Linked DNA regions of Pan troglodytes: region 1 is linked to region 2. The links are chromatin contacts, called in public capture Hi-C maps. All regions are on one chromosome and are shown on one strand. Each heading gives the region's core, a stretch centred on a gene start, on an enhancer-like site or on the middle of the called end of the contact. The rest is flanking DNA. Distances are from core to core; before and after follow the strand shown. Region 1 overlaps STXBP6 (syntaxin binding protein 6). Region 2 overlaps STXBP6 (syntaxin binding protein 6).

The links. Capture Hi-C pulls out chosen DNA fragments and counts their contacts.
Region 1: a capture Hi-C map of stem cell-derived neural stem cells shows a contact between it and region 2, with 2.9 times the contacts expected there. The contact joins two enhancer-like sites. A contact is called at or near these places in 3 of 7 Hi-C or Micro-C datasets (induced pluripotent stem cells and stem cell-derived neural progenitor cells), 1 of 1 datasets of contacts at active chromatin or transcription factors (stem cell-derived excitatory neurons) and 1 of 1 other capture datasets (stem cell-derived neural stem cells).

What each region holds. Positions count from the first base shown.
Region 1 is chr15:23,320,510-23,327,269 of NHGRI_mPanTro3-v2.0_pri, reverse strand. All of the region lies in intron 1 of STXBP6 (syntaxin binding protein 6), which reads left to right. Among named protein-coding and RNA genes, the nearest start is that of STXBP6, 14 kb to the left of the region's middle. Within about 2 kb of position 2,204, at least 4 of the 24 cell types and tissues checked have an H3K27ac peak or open chromatin away from gene starts, as enhancers often do. A contact at or near this core is called in stem cell-derived neural stem cells, where this site is marked.
Region 2 is chr15:23,099,932-23,107,356 of NHGRI_mPanTro3-v2.0_pri, reverse strand. STXBP6 (syntaxin binding protein 6) reads left to right here. Exons shown (of 6, transcript XM_009427607.5): 5 at 1,490-1,647. Among named protein-coding and RNA genes, the nearest start is that of GZMB, 140 kb to the right of the region's middle. Within about 2 kb of position 2,171, at least 7 of the 24 cell types and tissues checked have an H3K27ac peak or open chromatin away from gene starts, as enhancers often do. A contact at or near this core is called in stem cell-derived neural stem cells, where this site is marked.

The DNA.
Region 1 (6,760 bases), core at 955-3,454, 220 kb before region 2:
GACAGAATGAGAGAGAAACTAAGTAAAAGAAACTTGATGCCTCCAAAATGAAGAGTATGCCTCATTTCCATATGTGAACTGAAAAGCTCTCCACTTTTGAAATAAAGGCTTACTATAGAGCAGCCCTGGTAATAGAACTACAAGACTTATAATAACTTCCTGTTTGAGTTGAAATGAAAACTCATAAAGAATCTATGCTATTAACCCCCTAATTTATACTTTTGTATTCTTTTATGTTGTATTTTGTATTTTATGTTGGACTTCTTTTTTAAAATTTTGTATTTATTTTTAATTGAAAAATAATTGTGTATACTTATTGTTGTACAACATGATGTTTTGATATATGTATATGTTGTAGAATGACTAAATCAAGCTAGTTAACATATGCATTACCTCCTATACTTATCATTTATTTGTGGTGAGAACATTTAAAATCTACTCTGTTAGCAATTTTGAAGTATAGAATACACTATGTCAACTATAATCATGGTGTTGTACAGTACGTCTAAATGTATTCATTTCTCCTATCTAACTGAAAATTTGTATCTTTTGACCAACATCTCCCTGGTCACTCCATCTCCTCCCCTGGTAACTACCATTATTTTTTTTTCTTTTTTTTAAAAAAAAGCTTTTAGTTTCGAGGGTACACGTGTAGGTTTGTTATATAGATAAACACAAGTCATGGGACTGTGTTGTACAGATTATTTTGTCGTCCACGTACTAAGCCTAGTGCCCAATAGTTATTTTTTCTGCTCTTCTCCCTCCTCCTACCCTCTGCCATCAAGTTGGCCTAATGTCTGTTGTTCCCTTCTTTGTAACAACCACTCTAATCTCTGCTTCTAAGGGTTCCTATGTCTGACTTCTTTCCCTCGATTTTGTGAGATTCATCCACGTTGTATATGCAGCAGTAGTTTATTTATTTTCATTATTGGATAGTATTCCTTTGTGTGAACATAAATTGCTGATGGCAGATGTTTGAATTGTTTCCAGTTTTTGAGTATTATGAATAATGCTGTTGTGAACATTTATGTGTATGTCTTTTGATGACCATGGGTTTGCTTTTCTGATTGTGGGTGTGTGTCTACAACTGCTGATTTCTAAGATGTGAATATGTTCAGCTTTAGTGAGTACAGCCAGTTCTCCAGTGTGGCTCTTCACACTCCTATCAGGTATGAATAAGAGTTACATTGTTCCACATTCTTGCCAACACTTAGTTTGATAAGTCATTTTCATTTTAGCCATTCTGATGTTTGTATGGGGGTCTGTCATTATGATTTTAGCTTATCTTTCGCTTATCACCATTTGAAGTTTAGTATCTTTCCGTGCCTCTTGTTTATGTTTCAGTTGTGTGTGTGAGTGTGTGTGTGTTCGTATTTTTAAAAACACAATGAAAGTTCCACAGAACATTTGTAAAAAGTCTTGAAATCTGTAGTCATGGGGGTTACCTGTCACTGATATCTGATTTTATCCTCAAATCTTTCTGGGGAAGGAGGACATGAAGTGGTATATAGAGGTATAAAACCCTTTAGCAAGGAAACTTGCTGAATAGTTGCAGCCAGCATAGATGGCCCAGGGCAATTGTAAAGTCAGAGACCATTGGAAAGCGTAAAACCATTTGATCTCCAGATGAGTTTGCCTTTTGTAGAAGTCCCTCTGGAAGATAGTAAACCACCTTAAAAAGTATTGCTGAAAACATTTTTTTGGAATTGCTCTAAGCATGCATACTTTTGAATACTTTAGGTGCTTTTAAAATGACCTTTGAGCATGTACAGTGATTTTGGGAAATAGCAAGACTTCTCAGAGCCCAGTCCCACTGGAAGGAAGGACTAATGCCATGGGTGACAGACAAACAAAAAACCCTAAGCATTATTTACAACACTTGCCTGTAAAGGAATGCAACTTCCTTTCTTGAGTGAAGACTGAAGACATTAGCAGGGGGGGAGAAGATGCCATTTGAATGATGTCTTTTAATCTGTTTTGAGTATTATCATTATACAGATGAAAAGTCAGGTTTAGAGAGCAAAAGAGAACATGATTTAAAAGTCAAACCTTACTGTCTTGCCTTTTCCTTTCCCTACCCTGCCTCTCCTCTGCCAAGTGTTGGAGGAATTAACAAAACTCTGTTGCAGCCAGAAAAACAAGTGCTGATAGTGAAGTTCTGGTTTCCATTCCTGTCCTATTTCAGAGTCCCAGGAGCTCTCCGGGCCTCTGTCAAATGGGGCTCTGTGGAGACGGGAGTCCTAGGTGGCCTGTGTCAGGCTTCAGGACACTCCTGTTTCCCAAACCTGGTTCCTGCGGTCCTGCTGATCTTTGGAGCTCTTCAGGGCCTTTCAGGGTCCTGCCACATTCTGCCAGGACTGTCTTACTGTAGGCTTTGCTGTGTCTGCTCCTTTTTCTTCCTGACTGGCAAATAGTTACCCAGAAAATACTTTAAAGATATGCTGATGAATAATGTCACTGTTGTAAATATATTCCGTGTATATTCCGTGTAAAAAGCAGGTCTTTTTCAGGGTGGATACTTACATAAAATCTGACCAGTAGAGGAAGGGTATAGCTGATTTCTTTTTTTTTTTTTTTTTTTTTTGAGACGGAGTCTTTCTCTGTCGCCCAGGCTGGAGTGCTGTGGCGCCATCTTGGCTCACTGCAAGCTCCGCCTCCCGGGTTCACGCCATTCTCCTACCTCAGCCTCCCGAGTAGCTGGGACTGCAGGTGCCCGCCACCACGCCTGGCTAATTTTTTGTATATTTTTAGTAGAGACGGGTTTCACTCTGTTAGCCAGGATGGTCTCGATCTCCTGACTTCACGATCGGCCTGCCTCGGCCTCCCAGAGTGCTATGATTACAGGCGTGAGCCACCGTGCCGGGCCAGCTGATTTCTTTAATGTTCATTTATTCCTGAACTTAAAATCTCCTATTAGTTTTCCCCAAGACCCAGTGGGTTAATGTTCTTTGGTGTACAGTAAAGACTTTCAGAAATTTTTCCTGAAAAGAATGCCCTGGGCAGGTAGCTTTCAGATAGACAGTGGGGCATTTGGCTGCCCCAAGGGTCCAGAAGAAAGACATATGTGCTTGGCCATCCCAGAGACCTGTTCTCACCCTTTTGGGATCATGGACCCCACCACACTAGCCCTCTTCCACTGACACTGGGAATGTTGTCTATAAGCTGAGGATGTAGAAAGCTGCAATCCACAACCTGTATTTTTTTTTTTTTTTTTTTTTTTTTTTTTAGATGGAGTCTTGCTCTGTTGCCTAGGCTGGAGTGCAGTGGCACAATCTCGGCTCACTGTAACCTCCGCCTCCCGGGTTCAAGTGTTCTCCCGTCTCAGCCTCCTGAGTAGCTGGGATTATAGGCACACGCCACCATGTCTGGCTACTTTTTGTATTTTTTGTAGAGACGGGGTTTCACCATGTTGTCTGGGCTGGTCTCGAACTCCTGACCTCAGGTGATCCACCCACCTCAGCCTCCCAAAGTGCTGGGATTACAGGCGTGAGCCACCGTGCCCAGCCCACAACCTGTTTTTCTGGCTCAAAGTAGTAGCAAAGAAACCTCTGTGTTTCTCCTGAGACTACATAGAAGAATGCTTTCTTCATTTGGTAGTTTCTTTATTTTTAACACCTATAATCCTGCACAGTCTTGGTTTTTACTGCAGAGTACTTGGCCGTGGGTAACCAGATTGCTAAATTTCCTATACAGATTATAATTTTATTTTGTTCATTTTCACACAGTTTTCCCTGGATAAAATGAGGTAGCTGAGAAAAAAAAAAATCTGAGGACATTTTAATGAAAACTCCCTCTGGTAAGATATTCATTTTTATGCCACATTTAATTCCTGTAAAGAATTCCAGGTGTCACTAAGAAGCAGTTGAACCCAGTGGCTGTGAATATCTGGCGATCTAAACTCATTTTCTTATCAGATTATATTGTCCTATACACCTGTGTAGGTTGTATATGTCAGATCTGGACTTGGCTGGTGGACGTTTGAACTTATTGACTTCCTGCCAAAAGAAAGAAACGTATAAATGGTGCTTTGTACTTTGAATTTCATGGTGTCCTGAGTAAACACAAAATATACATTGTGACAGGAGGAGTAAAGGACCGCCCACATCCTTATTTTTTGAGTGGGTGTAGCTAATGATTAGTTCCTGGATATGTAACTAGGATGTAGGTCAGGTCCCATTGTCATCTGCAGCAGAGGTACAGTAAGCACTGCCTCCCTATAGATGGCTGTGTTATCTCACAGGTACAACTGTCTAAAGTTCTTTTTATGAGAATTTTTTTTTTTTTTTTTTGGAGACAGAGTCTCACTCTTGTCACCCAAGCCGGAGTGCAATGGTGCGATCTTGGCTCACTGCAACATCCGCCTCCTGGGTTCAAGTGATTCTCCTGCCTCACCCTCCCGAGTAGCTGGGATTATAGGTGCACGCCTCCATTCCCAACTAATTTTTGTATTTGTAGTAGAGACAGGGTTTTACCATGTTGGCCAGGCAAGTCTCAAACTCCTGACTTCAGGTGATCTGCCCCCCTTGGCCTCCCAAAGTGCTGGGATTATAGGTGTGAGCCACCACACCCGGCCAAGAAGTTTTCTAAAAGTTTTTAATAAGCTTCTTGGTTTAGGAATAAGGAGCTCACTTCAGTGAATATCTGAGGCTTCCTCTATGTGATATTGATTAAAATATTAATAGCTGTGCATATGTAGTGTGCTGGGCACTGTGCTGAGGACATTTTATGGATTCTTTCAACTCTTTTAATTAGGTGCCGTTAGTAGCCCTGTTTTACAGAGTCAGAAACCAAGGCTCAGAGAAGTTGTCCTTTGGTCCCAGGGTCACACATCCCATCCATGTGACTCTCAAGTTCAGGCTCTTGACCACTGCACTGTGCTGTACTGAGGCAGTGCGTGACTAGAGGGTATGGTCAGAACCTGGGGCCATTCTTGAGAAACTGGATTTCAAAAGAAAGAAGATCAGACGTTTATTAATAAGAAGTGCATCAGTATGAGCGACTGCATTTTAAATATGCTCAGCTTACGTGAGGGATGGGGAAATTGTAGCAGATTTTGAGAAGAAACTGGGTTTTGAAGGAGAGAAATGCCATTGACATTTAAAGGAGGGGAAAGATATTCAGCTTCATGTACGGATGATGACCTACATCGTGGAAAGGCCTCCACAGAGGGATATGGTTCTTGTGTGGGGGTGTTAGGGGGCAAGTTTACCTGGAACAACTCTTTCAGTAGGTTTAGTTGGTTTTTCTTTCAGTAAGTGTTTGGGTGTTATTACCGGTACCTCCTTCCCCTGCCTTTATCAAAAGCAAACGTACAGGGCCAAGCTTCTATACAGCACCCTACTTCTTTCCTTGTCCATTTCATGTCCAGGCTTGGAACAGGAGAAAGGACAGACAAAGATATTATAGTTTCTCTCCCCTTCCTCACATAGATGCTGTGTCATAGTGCTATTTTGGGGTGAAGGGACCCCAGGAAATTCCTGGTTTAAAATCCTGCAGGGCCATATACCTGCATTTTCTCAGGCACTTTTTTCATTTTGTTTTGTGTTAAACTTAGATCTCTGTCTTTTCATTCATTCAGCAAAAGAGTCTACGTGTGTAACCGATTTTCATGGTGAGCAAAATCAGACAAGGTTTCTGCTTTTATAGAATGTTTTTAAAGGAGCTAAACTAATTGCATAAAATGTTACATGACAACTGTTGTAAGTGCTCCAGGGGGGTACATGTTTGAGGGAGTTTGGCCTAGTCAAATAAATTAGGGCAGTTTCCTAAGGAAGTCATGATGAGCTGAGATCTGAAGGATGAGTAGAGTTAAAGAGGGAGGGAGATGGCATTATGGAGGTGATGGAATGTGCAAAGGCCCTGAGGTAGGAAGGACCTTGGTATGAGCAAGGGGCAGAAGCCCTCTATGGCTGGAAGTGGAGGATAATGGGTATGAGAAAGTATTTTCTCAAGAGTCACCAGTGTTCCTAACATGGATTTGAAGTGATTAGATTGACAAGATTCATGTTTGTTGCAATAAAGGAAGTGGATGAATTGATTGTGGAAGTCCAAGAGAAGATACAGTGGACCAGTTTAGAAGTTTTTGCAGTAGTTTAGGAAGAAATGATGATAGTCTGACCAGGGTGGTAAAGATGGAGCGAACCGGGTGGAGGTATGGAGAAATAGAAAGAAGTGATATGACTGGATGTGGTCATGGGTTGAAAGTACAGGGTGAGAAACAGGGAGATGCCAGAGTTGGCTCTTCAGTCTCTAGCTTGCATGACTGTGTGATGGTGGTGTCATTGCATGGACCGTCATGCCTCCCCAGGTAGACTATAGTCAAGATCTTTTTCCAATTGAAGTTTGAATCCTCACAGTATTACTTATAATAGCCACTCAGGTACCTTTTGTTTGATGGATTAGAGTAGGAGGAGTTTCTTTAGAAAAGTGGTGTGTGTGCTTGGTGGGAAACAGCAGTTAGTGTACCAATGAGTGTGGCTGGGGCAAGAGAAAAGATTCATAGTTGTAGTACAACCCCCAATGCATTTCATCATATAGAGATGTGCCTGCAATTTTCAGGAAGCACTTACAAGTTATTTTGAACTTCTCAGCACTTAGAAATGTGTCTTTTTCCCTTTATGCTAGACTCAACCCTTCTGATCCTCTGTTTATCTATCTGTATGATGAGCCTAGTAACACTAACCTTCTGAGGTGTCTGTGAGGGTTATGTATTTAGTAACTTTGTGAAATGTGAAGGATTTTACATTGATCGAGGGACTCT
Region 2 (7,425 bases), core at 922-3,421:
AGCAGCATGGATAGGTTATTATCATAGTTATGAGTATGATATGAAAGCAAAGGGGACCAAGATTTCTCCTCCTAAATCTGTTCTGAAGACCCAGACCTTTCATTCCAACCTTGCATTCAACCAGATTTGCCTAGAACTGCATTTCCTCTGCTCCCTGTTTATCTGTGCTGATTTATCTTGGTTCATGTAGTGCTTGATGCAACTGAGTAACACTGAGTTAACCCCATTCTCCTCCCCTTAGTGCATAATTGAATCCCTTGAAATCCACCATTAAAGAAGAAAAATGGAAAAACATTTACTAAGTGCTTCCTCCAGTCCAGGCACTTTCTTTGCCTGAGATCCTTTTCCACAAACCACAGACTGTGCCCACAGAGGAGAAATTAAGAACCCTTTGCAGCTGAGACCAGTGGAAATTGCGTTTCTATTAAAAGCTGTCTGTGGCTAGATGTATCCATCCCAGGTACAAAGTTAAATGATGTAATAAACTTATTCAAAGACATAAAGTCATTATATAAAATGCCATTAAATATCTCACACTCAATGTTAACAAAATACAGCTATAAATTTCCTTTGGTTGTCATTTTGCAAGTTGCTATTTCTCAGTGATTTATGCATCGGCAAGTTCTTCACTATTGAATTTTGCTGCCCAGTCCCGGCAAATGGGATGTCAGGAATGCATGACCCTCTGAGATGCAATGGCTTTCAACCTTCTTGGTATCACCACTCCTGAGTTTGGGAGTACCAAGTTTCTTCTAGGGCTGGTTTCTATCACTGTTTTGTACCTGCTGGTTAAGTATGGTCCTGAGGCTCCGTATTTCACATACTAGAGATCAGAGGTAAGGAGTCCCAACCATCCGAGCCATGGTACAGAATCCAAGGTTGGGAGCAGACACATCTACTCTGAGCTTTGAGACTGGATCATAGCTCTTACATGAAGCTGTACATTTTGGGGTGTTCTTTACTTGCTGGATGAAGGGGTAAAATGAAGAAGAAGCGTTGGAAGGAATATAGAGCATTCTATCTAGAAAAGTTCTGTGGTCCCAGTTTTCCTATGGTTATTCACCGAAACCACAGGTCAAAAGGAAATAACATAAGATCCAGATATGTCTCATTGAACTTGCCTAATTCTGTGAACTTATCAATGTTTTCATTTATCTTTGCAAGCCAAGTTGTAAATCCAGACAGGCCCCATCCTTTTGAGCCTCCACAGATAGAATACTGGCAGAATGGAAATGACTGGCGTGTCAGTGATGAGTTTATAGAGAAGCATTTAGGATTTTCCTAGGTCCTGCAGTCAGTGGGTGTTCTTGCTGCAAGTGCGTCAGTCAAACCCAATCAAAAGAAATGTCGGCTTGTTTCCTAGTCACTAGACGAGCGGCCTTTCTGCAGTGTGACCTGCCTTCCTCTTACAGGGTACTCACCCTGCCGGAGTCTGGTCACTGTGGGTCAGCTGAGCCAGTTTCTGATGCACCTGCTCTCCTCCTTTCAGGAAACAGCATCCTCCATTCAGCTGCTGACAGCGTGACCAGCGCAGTGCAGAAGGCAAGCCAGGCCTTGAATGAGCGTGGAGAGCGATTAGGCCGAGCGGAGGAGAAGACAGAAGACCTGAAGAACAGCGCCCAGCAGTTTGCAGAAACTGCGCACAAGGTGGGCCAAGAGAGGGGCAGGCTTCTCAGCTCTGGGGTGTTGGGGAGCTACAGTGCCAAGAAACTTTATTTCAGTATTTTCCTGTGATGAGAGATATAAAATTAAGCTTTCTATTTCCCCTTTATGTAATTCCCATCTGCTACTTACTAAACACCTGAGTCGTGGAAAATTTCTTCTTGTGCCTGGTTTCTTTGGCTCTTTTCTAATGTCCTCATCCGTATCTCTGACCTTCTGACCTTGGATCTTTAGTTCCTGCTCAGAAGTTTAGGGCTCAAGTATCGAGGCACAGAACAGGGGGTTGGGGAGAAGAGATCAGGTCTTCGAATATCCCTGCCCCACTTAGCCAACACATGGAGGACGTGAGGCTGCTCGTGCTTGCTTTTCCATCCTGTCCCTTTCTCATCCTGAGTCTAGCAGTGTGTCCTTATCTCTTCACCAGACACAAAGCAAGCCCCAGTCCCAGGGAACTACGCACCTCGGGGCTAGTTTTCCCTTGGAGAGGGGTCGATTGTTATTTCAGGGCCTCAATTCTGGGGCTCTGAGCTTGACCGGACCAGCGCTGAGCTGTCAGCAATACTCCCTGCTGCCCCTGAATCCAGAGAAGGGCATTTCCTGCGTGACTGAGTGCGCACTCTGCACATTCTCATACTCGCTGAGAACTGTGCCTTTTAGAAGGGAAAGGGGCAGTTTTTATTGGCAGCCAGCTATCTAAGGCAGTCACAAACCAAAGGAAAGAGAGGCCCTGTTGGTCACGTGATAAAGAGGATTTATTACTGTTGTTGTGCTTCAGATCAAAGGGCAGTTTTTTTTCTGGTTAGTGGTTTGAATTTAGCCTTCCAGAAACAACATCTGCTGATGACTTGTGTTGGCATGTCAGGCTTATGATCTGGCCCTTCAAATACACTTTTCAGGTGACCTTTCGGGGAAGAAAATAACTGGCTTTAACAGAAACACCACTTCTGCTGAGGAAACAAGGATGGATAACCTAAAAAGCAATGAGAAAAATATTCCCAGCTGAGTTGCGGTGACCTCTTCTGGAGGCTCACGCTCAGGTCCAGCTGGGGATCCAGCTCTGAGTGGATGACTCCTGCCTTCTCTTCCTGCATCCCCTTTGCACAGCGCTGTCTTGTCGTCTCATTCATTCTCTGTCATGACAGGGTCTTACTGCACTCTTGCCTGTGGGGCCCATTTCGAGTTCCTTCAAGGAGAATTGGCCAGATCTATCTGAAAATGCAGACAGCCCTGCTGGAGGCCAGAGCCTCAGATTGCTGCTGTGGGTGCAGAGGCAGAGAGAGTGAATTTGGATTGAAGGTCTCCCTAGTTCCTTCCTCCTTTCTCCAGCCTCTGTGACACAGAGATAATGATGACATGGAAATGCTGGCGTTACAGCCTCAGCTTCTTTAACAACAACAGCAGCTTCCGTGATTTCAGTGGGAGACGGATAGTGGAAATCTGGGGAAACATTTAAGTTGTTGAGTTGGGTAGAAGAGGCTAAAGGGAATAACTTTATAACAGTCTTCAGTTCTGGGAAGGGTGATAGTACAGGCATTTTTCTTTCATGTCTTCCCACACAGAATAGAGCAATCAATAGTGCACTGATAAAATTCTGCTAAAACAAGAGTTTAGGTTAATGATTAAACCATGAACCAGGTTACCAAGGAAGATTGTAAAATTGCTCTTCCTAAGGTGGCATAGACAATACCTGGATGTCGTCCACGTAGGCATCCCTCCCAGAGGGGGCTGTACAAACACTGGATTGGATAACCTAACCAGATGGCCTGAATTCTTGGCCCTGGTAGCCCTGTTTCCCTGATACTGTGGCCAAGTTTGCGAGGCAATTGGGAAAGCAATATGGAATAGTAGTTAACATCTTGTGTTTGAATATAGCTCTGTCATTTACCATCTTGGTGACCTTGGGCAAATGCTTAATTTCTCTAAGCCTCAGTTTTCTCATCAGTAGAATAGAGCACTGTTCTATATGAGAATAGTACCTACCTACTAGAGTGTTCAGAGAATTGAATGAGTTCAAAGCTATTAGCACAGTATGTAGCACATATAAATCTAAATTACTATTATTTGTAATCATTTTCATAAATTTTTTTTCTACTGACCCTGCCCTATTCAGTCACATAATGAGCACTGTAGAGGGATTGGAGAATTGATACTGGTGATTGAGGATCCTCAACACAGGGACAGGGAAGGAATGGAGGAGAAGATTTTGTGCCTCCCAAACCCAAAGGGAAAGGGGTGTGGGAGGGCCCTCATGCTAAATGTTGATACTATCTAAACACAGATCAGCCCTTGAAACAGGACCCATCAGGATAGAAACTAATGCAGCCACCAAAGGCAAAGGGGTCTCTGGCTTGACCAGTGGGAAAATTTATGCCTAGCAGTTACCTGCTTTCACTCGGGAGAGGTGAGGCGTGGACAGCTTGTGTTTATTTTGGTTTCCCCTCCCTTAGGTCATCTCGGGGGGAAGAGGAGGGGTTACTAGTGTCTGTTAATGTGTATGAGAGTGTGAGAGTGTCATGGCCAGACTTGCAGTTGTGTGAAACTGGGATGTGTGCCTATGAATCACTGGTGCTGGCAGTATTCCTAATGAGCAGATTGACCTCTCTAGATAAGGTGTGGCTATTTTCCCAGGGACCAGGACTCTTGATTTGGACCTGCTAGCATAGGCTGACCATGAAGCTGTCATTTTACTGGACAAGCCACAGCCAGGCCTGCTGGTGAAGGGAGAGTTCAGAGATGGAACCCAAGCATTCTACCCCCTAGACAAGCATGGCTCTGTTGACTCAGAAGGAGTAAGCTGTGCTTACAAGTGGGGGCCAGAACACATGGCAGAGTCCTGAGCAGAAAATGGCAATGCCGGGTGGCAGCTCCTAGAGCTCCCAGTTGAATAAGGGCACCGAACCCCAGCTGGAGAGTTTGGCACACCTTTGTAGAGTCCAGTAGAAAATAACTTGGCCTTCTAACTTGTTCCAGGACTCCTGCAGTGACCCAGGTGCAAGAGTCAATGGATCACTTTTGCACAACCCTGACTTCAAAATACGCAGGTGCTTGTTGTCTACAGTGCAGATAGAAAATGATCCTTCCGCCCTGCCTTCCTAGACTGACTCCCCCACCTCCACTCTGGTGAGCCTGGTTTGAGGAAATGTGGTCCTTTCTTGAGCTCCGGGCTTCATGCAAAGTTAACCTCAGGAAAGTGCACCACAATCGCAGAAACAGATCTGCTCACTTTCCCTTGCCAAAAAGCACAATGTTGCAGCAGATGCAATGCTTTGACGGCCCCGCCATAGGCAGTGAGTCAGTAGACAAGAGCATTACCCACACTCAGACATCCTCAGGTGACATTTCTTGCAGAAAAAAACATTGACTTGCCCTGTTTTGCACTAGCCTACGTGTGTGGGGGAAGAAAGGGCGTGTGGCCTTTCTCTCACTGTGAGGGAATGGCTGCCTCTATCCTTACTACCTAAGGAGCTCAGGTCTGGGTCTTAGGAGCACAGGTCTTATAATATATAATATTATATTATTATAAAATAATACTATTATGTTATAATAGTATTATAAAAAATAAAATACATGATTTTATTATTTATCAACAGTAATATATTGATACTATATCTCCCTGGTATCAGTCATGATTTTATTATTATCATTTTTTAGGTTGAGTAGGTTACATGCATAGCATTGAAAGAGAACTCTTTCCATGAGATATTAAGAACACGAAATATATCAAAAGGAAATTTGAAATTTTAACAACTCTGACACCTAAATTTATCCATTGGCATTTAGCGTCGGAGACGTTTTTGTAGACATAAGAGGAGGCTGAGGTGTGGAGCAGCTGTGACTTTAGAGCTCAAGGTCATACAGCAGATTTGCAGCAGCAGGTATCCTGACCTCATTTCACGCAGTGCTGTTTCTGCTCTACCTCCCTGCCTTCCATATTCTAACGCTCCTAATTCTAGGGAATTTTTAAACAAAAACTAAAATGATACTACTTTCTTAGTCCATTCAAGCTGCTGTAACAAAATACCATAAACTGGGTGACTTATATACAACAGAAATTTATTTCTCACAATTCTGGAGGCTGGGAAGTCAAAGATCAAGGTACTGGCAAATCCTGTGTCTGGTGAGGGCCAATTGTTTGATTCATAGATGGCACCTCCTCATCATGTCCTCACATGGTGGAAGCGGTGAGGGGTCTCGCTTCAGCCACTTTATAAGGACACTAATCTCATTCATGAGTGCTCTGCCCTCATGACCTAACTACCTCTCAAAGATTCCACCTTCTAATAGTATCACCTTGGGGGTTAGGTTTCAACATAAGAATTCTGGGGAAACACAAACATTTGGACCATGCCAATACTCAAATAGCAAAATGTCCAGTCTTAACTGTATTTCTGCAAATCTTAGCTGGTCGTGGCCCGGGGGCTCCCCTTAGCTCCATTCCAGACACACTGTCCTGGTTACCAGGGTCTGGTTTGAACAGCAGCATAATCACTGCTGAAAATTAATAGCTGTGGGTAAATTGGCACAAGCCCATTAGTTGAAAGTTAACAGCTCATTGAATACCAGGACAGCAGCACTGATCAAATATTTATGGTCAGTATTTATTATGCACAACACTTAACCACTCTGTGTTGATGTGATGGTCCATGTTGCTGAATAATGTATAAAAACTAGAAGCAGAGCAAGAAGTAGAGGCCGTAGAGTGATGAGGTTCAGAGTGTGGCCAGGAAGTGGGACAGATCTGAGCTAGAGCCCTGGCTCTGCCATTTGCACCAACCTGGACTATATGTTTCCTGGACTATAAACTCCTTGAGGTCAGGAGTCCTTAGCCACCTCTGCCCTTCTTGGCAAGAACCCACATCACTCAGCAGGACAGCCTGGGCACATTCGGAACTTCCCAATCCCTGTGTCTGACAGTTGACTGACTATTGGGTTTAGCATTGCAGAAGATCTGTGGAGGTCTTCACTGGCATCACCAGACAGAGGTACCAGGAGCTCTTTCAGCTGAGGTTTCCCAAGCAGAGATTAACTTATCAACATGAGGACTGGTCCAAAGGTCCCTCTATCACATGCAAACCTGGCTGGGGACACTTCTTGTGAGTGTTGACCCTGTCTTTGCTGGTGGCTTAGCTGAGATGGCAGCCCCAGGGTTATAATTTATTTGTTGAAGATGTCAAGAAGAGAAAGAGGAGACTCAGGTTGCCCTGGGTTTTGCAGAAGAAATGGATTAGTGACATATTCCAAAATGATGCAGAGCACCACTGGGTGAAATCAGTAGGATCGGCCTTACTAATTCTTAAAAGGCAGAGAGCCTGGTCAGGATGCAGATGACAGGGCTTTCTGCAAAGTTATTGCCTGCAGAGAATTACCTGTTCTTTGCTCAAAGGATTTCTGAGCCACAGAACCCTAACCCCAGTTGTTCCCAGCCCCAACCACAGGAATTAGTCCCTGATATCAGACTCTGGATACATGGAGAGTTACAGTTCAGCCTCTGTTCTGCCTTCTGGTTCACATCATTGTATAGACTCCTTGGAAAAGATCTGGCTAAGAAAAGTGAGGACAAATTTAATTTTATATTCTGTACCTGCATACCATTTCCTTAAATACATTATCATGGGCTGGCTGGGCTTGGGAAAATATTGACTGATATTGTGGTATTTGATGTTCCCGTTTAAAAGACCTAATATTTCAATAGACTGTGTTTTACAAACACCAATGGGAAAGGCATAAATCAAAGTCGGGATTTGGTGTGTTTTGGTCCTCGTC